2 separate regions of the Callithrix jacchus genome follow, and region 2 is linked to region 1. A link is a contact called in public Hi-C data. All regions are on one chromosome and are shown on one strand. The core of a region is the stretch at or near the end of the contact, and the rest is flanking DNA. Distances in the headings are between cores, read along the strand shown. Region 1 overlaps USP53 (ubiquitin specific peptidase 53). Region 2 overlaps SYNPO2 (synaptopodin 2).

Region 1 (3,275 bases), core at 733-3,232:
ATACATAGAATAAGGAAAGCAGGTTCTAGAGAAGATCATGCCTCGTTGGCAAGTCAACAGGAAGTTCCTTTTTGGCACCAATTCTCAAACTGTATCACCCCGAATCAAGCCCATACACCCCCACCTTTGCTCCATGAAATCACGCAAAGACACAAGTTAGAGCCTAGTCTTTCACCCTCCTCCCAGGCAAATACTACTAGCTCATAACTTGGTACTTCCATGAAAAATACAACTAGACACTTGGAGAGTATGAGCACAACAAAAGAAAGACAATAAACTGAACTTTATACCATGAGAAAAAAGACTAAAGAGAACGTAAATTTAAAACAAGCATAAATATTCACCAATTGAAGATATGTATAGATTTTTTAAACTGCTGAAATAAAAAACTCGACAGGTTAACTAGAAAACTGAATACAGGACAAGAACATACTAGTGAGCAACAAGTTCAGATCAAGCAATTCTCCTACAAAGCATTAAAAAAGGAATAAGGAAGTAGAAAACATAAACACTTCTCAAAAGCTATGAGACATGATTAAAATAATTAAATGTCAATATCTATCCAATAAGATTCCTAGAGAGGGATATAAGTAGATATGTCTAGAAATGATTAAGAATTTCCCAGAATTAAAGACTGAAAAACTCAGATACAAACAGGATGTGTAACTCAAAGAATCCAAACATGATGTAGTAAAAAAGAGAAGTAGGACAAAAACTGTGAAACCTTATACTAACTTGAAAAAAGGAGATTTCCAAGTCAACTGATAAACAATAAAAAAAATAAATCCCAAACTAAAATTTTACAAAAACTAACAGATATCTTTACAAAAGGCCTGATTAAGGTTAAAAAAAAAAAAAAAAAAAGAGAGAGAGAGAGAAACATGAACACTAATAAAATTGACAAAGGAGAAATGACTAGACACATAAGCAATGGAAAGAATACAAGAAAAAATGAAAAGCTTAAAAAGACTAGTTTAGAAGAAAATGGAAAAGAGATAAAAGTTATTTCATTTTAAATGGCATCTGGATAGACAAATTCTAAACTTCAAATAACTGTTGATTCTAGTGTTAAATCACTGCAGGCCACAGGGTAAATAAAACAGTAAGAATCCCCAAATCATTTCATAAAGCTAACATATCCTTATTATCAAAACATGATAAACCTCATACCAATTTGACATGATTATAGGTACAAAAATTATAAATAAAATGCTAGCAAACATAATCTACCGATACGTCAAAGGAATAACATACAACTGAAAAGAATAATGACAAGCGTGGTTTCTTATGAGAATGCAAATGTGAGTCTGTATTTATTCTCTCAATAAACATTTGGGAGGCTGTGAAGAAAATAGCTAACACAGCATTATTCATAATATTCAAAAAGGGGAAACAATCCAAATGTCCATCAACCAGTCAATGGATGAACAAAATGTGTTATGTATATTCATACAATGAAATATTATTCAGCCATTAAAAAATGAAGAAGCAACATATATTACAACATGAACGAACATTAAAAACACTAAGCAAAGTATAAGCAGTCAGTCACAAAAGACCATATATTATATGATTCCATTCATATGAAATGTTTTTTAAAAAGAGCAAAAGAAAAGACTTTACATAGCACCCCTTAGACTGCCATCCTTACAATGGTCTGCTTGCAAGGCTGACCTTTGGGAACTCAAGATTTGGGGAGGCTTTCCAACACACTGATAAGAGTGGGTCACTATAGCTAAACTGCACAAACAAAATTTTTATCCTGAATACCTGTTTTCCTTCTGGAACACTGCAATTGTGGTACATTCCAGGCAGAGGATGCTTATGTGACCATCCCACAATAAAATGTTAAGTACTGAATCTCTAATGAGCTTCCTGGTACACAACATTTTACATGTGTCATCACAATCTGTTGCTGGAGAAATCAGTGTGCCCTGTGTGACTCCACTTGTAGAAGACAATTGGAAGTTTGTGCCTGGTTTCGGGCTGACTTCACCTCCTGCTCCTTCTCTGTCTGCTGATTTTGCTTTATATCCTTTCACTGTAATAAATCACAGCAATGCATATAACTATATGCTGAGCTCTGTGAGTCCTGCTAGAGAATCAACAAAACTGGCAGGTGGGAGGGATCTAGTACAGTAGTTGAAAGGTACTTCATTTTTATCACACTGACAAAAATACTAAAACACTGTTGGTGAGAATAAAAGGGAAAAGGTACTTTCTTTCACGGCTAACAAGAAATGTAATCATACTATTATACCCTCTGGCAATATTATATCAACATGGCCACAACTATTAAAGTTAAAAACTTAACACACTTCAACCCCTAAAACTCAATACTGAGAATCTATACCCCAGAAATAAAAGTACTATTTTTATTGAGATATATTAGGTTATAGCAGTAAATAATGAAAGAAATAAAGTAAATATCTATCATTAGGAACATAATTGCTAACAGGGTGTTTGCAGTGAATTCCTATAATTTTGTGTTACCTCTGCATCCACTTTGAACATAAGCTGGATTTTCTCATACCAGAAGCAGTGCTCTGTTAAGCCTGACAGTTTCCAGTTTTCTACCTCCTCCTAGTTCCTCAGTGTGGTTAATACAGACATCTACTTCATACAACTGCTTCCTACTCACCACCTCTTTATAGGTGGTCAGTGAAATTCAAACCACATAACTTGACCTGCTGACTCACACAGCATGCACAGGCTGTGCAGATATGCCACAGTGACCACCTTTCAGTCACAGTGACTCCATGGAACATGTACCCACATACTCTAAACCCACCAATTAGAACTCCCTACAGGAAACCCACCTAGGCAATACCCTGGGCCCCGGTAAAGGTTTTGGCCCACAAGTTCCCCTCTCTCTGTCTTTTGTTCCCCACCCAGTGGTTGAATGTGCATGTATCAGTGGCTCCCCACTTCCAGTTGGCCATAGGAGACGTGCTGCCCTCTTGTCTCTGGATTTGTAAGTAATAAACTGCTTCTGTTATTTCATGTTTTGGTGAGTCGTATCCTGTGTATCTCACCCAATTACACCTGAATTCAGCTTCTTTTCTGGTCAGGACTCTCCTAGAGAATGGCTATCTTGATAGAAATAAACTCAACACAGGTAAGACAAGAGTCACAAGGGCATCTGCCAGTATAAACAAGTTTCCTGTGAGAGGGACACCTGTCGAGGGTCAGGGACACTAAGGCATTAGGTCATATGCCAGGAAAAAGAAGTATCCTGTGAAAAGCACATTGTAAACACCCATGACCACATCTCC
Region 2 (3,655 bases), core at 601-3,100, 170 kb after region 1:
GTTAAACAAAAATATTGGGCTTTTTCCCTATGATGCATAAAGTGAATGAACTTCCTTTTTCTTTTGAAAATTTTATAATCATATTTATTTTCATTTTAAAAAGCTAATAAGCATTCCAAGTGCTTCAAAATTTTCCTTTAGCCTAGATCCCAAAATAAGAATGTTTAGATTACTGCCAGATAGGTTTAAGCTAGTTATTAGTAAGAACATTTTGGATTTGAAGATAACAGAGTCTAGGGCCCTACAATCAAGGGAAGTCATACAATCATTTGCCCCAGAGATAAGAAAAAACAGCCAAGGAAATTCAATCCTTTTTCTAGATAATAAAAATGTATCATTCTATTCCATTCCTAGAAACATTTATACTCATTCTTGAATAAAGGCAGGGAGTCAGATAAAAATCACATCTCAAGGCCCCCTTTAGTCTTTTTTAAAAAAAATTCAAAGCAAATTGTAACGCAGCAAACTTTAGAATGGCTGCCTATGAAGCACTGAGCGGGAAAGAGAGTTTGCTGCCATCTCTTGGACGTTTGAAATAAAATCGGCAAGATGGGTGCTTCAGCGTCTGTTCCTTTTAGACTGGGCACTAAGACTGTGGAAGCAGGTGCAGTTTACAAGCCTGGCTGTCCCTGACTGGATAAACAGGAAAACTATTTATGGGTTTTAAAGAATCAAGTTGACTTAGTGGTTTGCATGTTAGAAAAGTGTTTTTCAAAGTGTAGTTCACAGCCCACTAGCATCAAAATCACCTGGGTTGTATGTTACAAAAACAAATACCTAGGCCCCACATGCACCTAGTAAATCAGAATCTCTAAGGTAGGACCATCTCTGAGGTGGGGAAATCTTAATTTTATACCAGGAACAAAAGGTGGAAAGCTATATGTTACAATACTATGAAGGGCATAGTTTGCTTATACTAAAGTGCTGTATATAAAGGAAATCGTATTAGTTCATTTAACATAAAATTAAAATTTCTAAGTAATATATCTAGCATTGCTCTTTATTTCAGTAATACTGCCCACAATGAGTTATGACATTTCAGTGGGTATTTCATAATGTATAATTCAAAATCTAGCCCATATTGGACTTACATGAAGAATTATGATCTGCACCATTTAATAAGGAGTAATAAGTGGTCCAGTCACAACCAACAGACGCTGAGTGTGAATTAAAAAAACAAAAACAAGAACAAAACTCCAAGCCAAAGACCTAATTGTGGAAAGACTGGAATGATACCTTAAATTAGTACTTTATATTAGTTCAACCAATTCCTTAGAGATTCTTAACTCTGGAAAATTGTTTTGTGAACATCTCTTTATCAGTCTTAGACTTGCTAAGAGAAAAAAAGAACTAACAGTTTTCAGTGCAGAAAGAGACCTAGTTTTGTTTTGTTTTTGATGTAATTAAATGGCACAAAAGGAAAGCAAAACTAAATCAATTTAATTGTGTTTGACACACGAGCTATTCTGGATTCAGATAAATTTTCCAGAATCTCAGCTTGCTTTGATTTTTTTAATCTTCAAGATGAGTCCTGACTTCTCCTTCTGACTCAGAAGGATTCTAGAAGTACCAGAAAACCACAAAAATTCCCTGGGTTTGAAAGGCAGCTGGAATATTAAGTTCCTCCCTGTATCGGTGGCTCAGCTTCTTAGAATTGTTTTTCATCACTTGCCCTGAGCTCGGAGTTTGCTCTGTTCAGGCAGAGGTTTCAGTCTTTCTGTTTTTGGAAAGTGATCATGCTTCTCAGGCAAGGGATCAATTACTCTAAAAAGGCCAGGTTGCTGACCCTTTGTCCTAGGACAGTGTGGAAAGGAGGGATAAGGACAGCTGTGAGCTGTGCCCTCCTAGGTCAGCCCAACTGTTGCAGGTCTGAAGTGGGGTAGTCTCAGGGATAGGGTTGCCAACTGCTCCACTTTCGGTGTAATAGGCCTATTTAAGCTTCAACTATCCTACCAGGACCTTACTGAGGATACCAACTATCCTGTTTAGAGAATATGTTCAGTTTACAAACATTTCTCCAGAAGAGTTCTCTTCACATTGCTAAGTTCATTACATAATATTGGTACTTTGAACTGAACATAGTGTCTTTATAGTAGAGGCTCAAAGCTGATGTTAAGTTTATTTTATAAAAATACTGAAGCAGTCTTTCTGAATCTGGTCTCATCTTTGTCTATCACGAAAACAATGTTAGCACAATGGATGAACACAAAGCAGGAAAAAATGGACAAACAGGCTGAATACAGAGGAATGTAAACATATAAACTTCATTAAGAAGGAAAAAGAGAAGAAACAAAGCTCTCTCAATTAATGACTCCTGGGAATAGATTCAATGTGAGATTTATAGCGATACTCCTACTTTTTCTGTTTTAGTTGTGGTGGGTCTCAAACTAGGATTCATATTAACAGAGAACACAAAATAACTTGTTGTATTGTGTTCTCCTCATCGGAAGTTTTTGAAATACTAGTTACTGTGTATTGAGTGCCCCTTAGAAGAAGAAGAATAGCTAGCATGTGTGGAATACTTTCTCTGTGCCAGGCACTGTTTTATACACATAATGCACACCGTTTCACTTAATCTTCATAACAACTTGTGAAGTACACCTATTATTGTCTCCATTTCACAGCTGAGGTACTGAAGCACAGGGTGACTGAATACTTTGTCAAAAGTCTCCCAGTAAGCAGGAGGCAGGCCTGGAACTCAGAGACAGGCAGTCTGGCCCTAGAATCCGCACTCTTAACCACTACAAATGTACTTCTTGTGGGCTCAAGGTTTACACACCTTATGTCATCTAATCATATGTGAAGTTCATTTTTTAAAAGTGTTTACCTTTTGCTTTTTCTAAATTAAAAAAATAGCATGTCTTCTTTTTCATTTAAAAATTGGAAGGAACCTTATTTTCTGCATTATTGTTACCGAAATTTGAAGGTTTCTCTCGTCACTATTCTGTTCTTCGTTTGTTTGCCAGGTATAAATGAGCATAACTCTGGTAATATACAATACTAGCTGGCTGGAAGCGGTGGGTGTTTCAGGTATTTGGTCTAGAGCATTGTGGGAATTTGTTTAGTGAAACCCAGCAAAATGTTGAGCTTCCCTTTGCCATTACTGAGTTCTAATAAGCAAATAGGCTGGCTGGGCGCAGTGGCTCAAGCCTGTAATCCCAGCACTTTGGGAGGCCAAGGCGGGTGGATCACGAGGTCAAGAGATCGAGACCATCCTGGTCAACATGGTGAAACCCCGTCTCTACTCAAAATACAAAAATTTAGCTGGGCATGGTGGCACGCACCTGTAATCCCAGCTACTTGGGAGGCTGAGGCAGGAGAATTGCCTGAACCCAGGAGGCGGAGGTTGCGGTGAGCTGAGATCGCGCCATTGCACTCCAGCCTGGGTAACAAGAGTGAAACTCCGTCTCAAAAATAAAATAAAATAAAATAAAAATAAGCAAATAGGCTGATAGAGAATAAAACTACAGCTTTTCCCCATGTACCCTGTTTAAAAATGTCTATTGCTTGGAGCTACCAAACTCTAAGATGTTTCAATATTTCTTACTTTGATTTAGAAGGTTTAGAGTTATCTCTGAGACATGTAAAACTCATCACTTCTGAGGAGCAGTTCCTTTTATCTGTGACCTGAATCTTCTTGCAATCAGGGGAGGGA

Evidence for each region. A called contact is a pair of places that touch in the nucleus more often than the background predicts.
Region 2: a Hi-C map of skeletal muscle shows a contact between it and region 1, with 3 times the contacts expected there. The contact joins two enhancer-like sites. A contact is called at or near these places in 2 of 3 Hi-C or Micro-C datasets (both in skeletal muscle).

The regions. Positions count from the first base shown.
Region 1 is chr3:78,343,714-78,346,988 of calJac240_pri, forward strand. The region is part of intron 2 of USP53 (ubiquitin specific peptidase 53); the gene reads right to left. ARLN (allregulin) reads left to right here. Exons shown (of 6, transcript XR_004740699.3): 6 at 1-268. Among named protein-coding and RNA genes, the nearest start is that of USP53, 16 kb to the right of the region's middle. Within about 2 kb of position 1,983, at least 1 of the 16 cell types and tissues checked has an H3K27ac peak or open chromatin away from gene starts, as enhancers often do. A contact at or near this core is called in skeletal muscle, where this site is marked.
Region 2 is chr3:78,512,626-78,516,280 of calJac240_pri, forward strand. The region is part of intron 4 of SYNPO2 (synaptopodin 2); the gene reads right to left. Among named protein-coding and RNA genes, the nearest start is that of MYOZ2, 84 kb to the left of the region's middle. Within about 2 kb of position 1,851, at least 6 of the 16 cell types and tissues checked have an H3K27ac peak or open chromatin away from gene starts, as enhancers often do. A contact at or near this core is called in skeletal muscle, where this site is marked.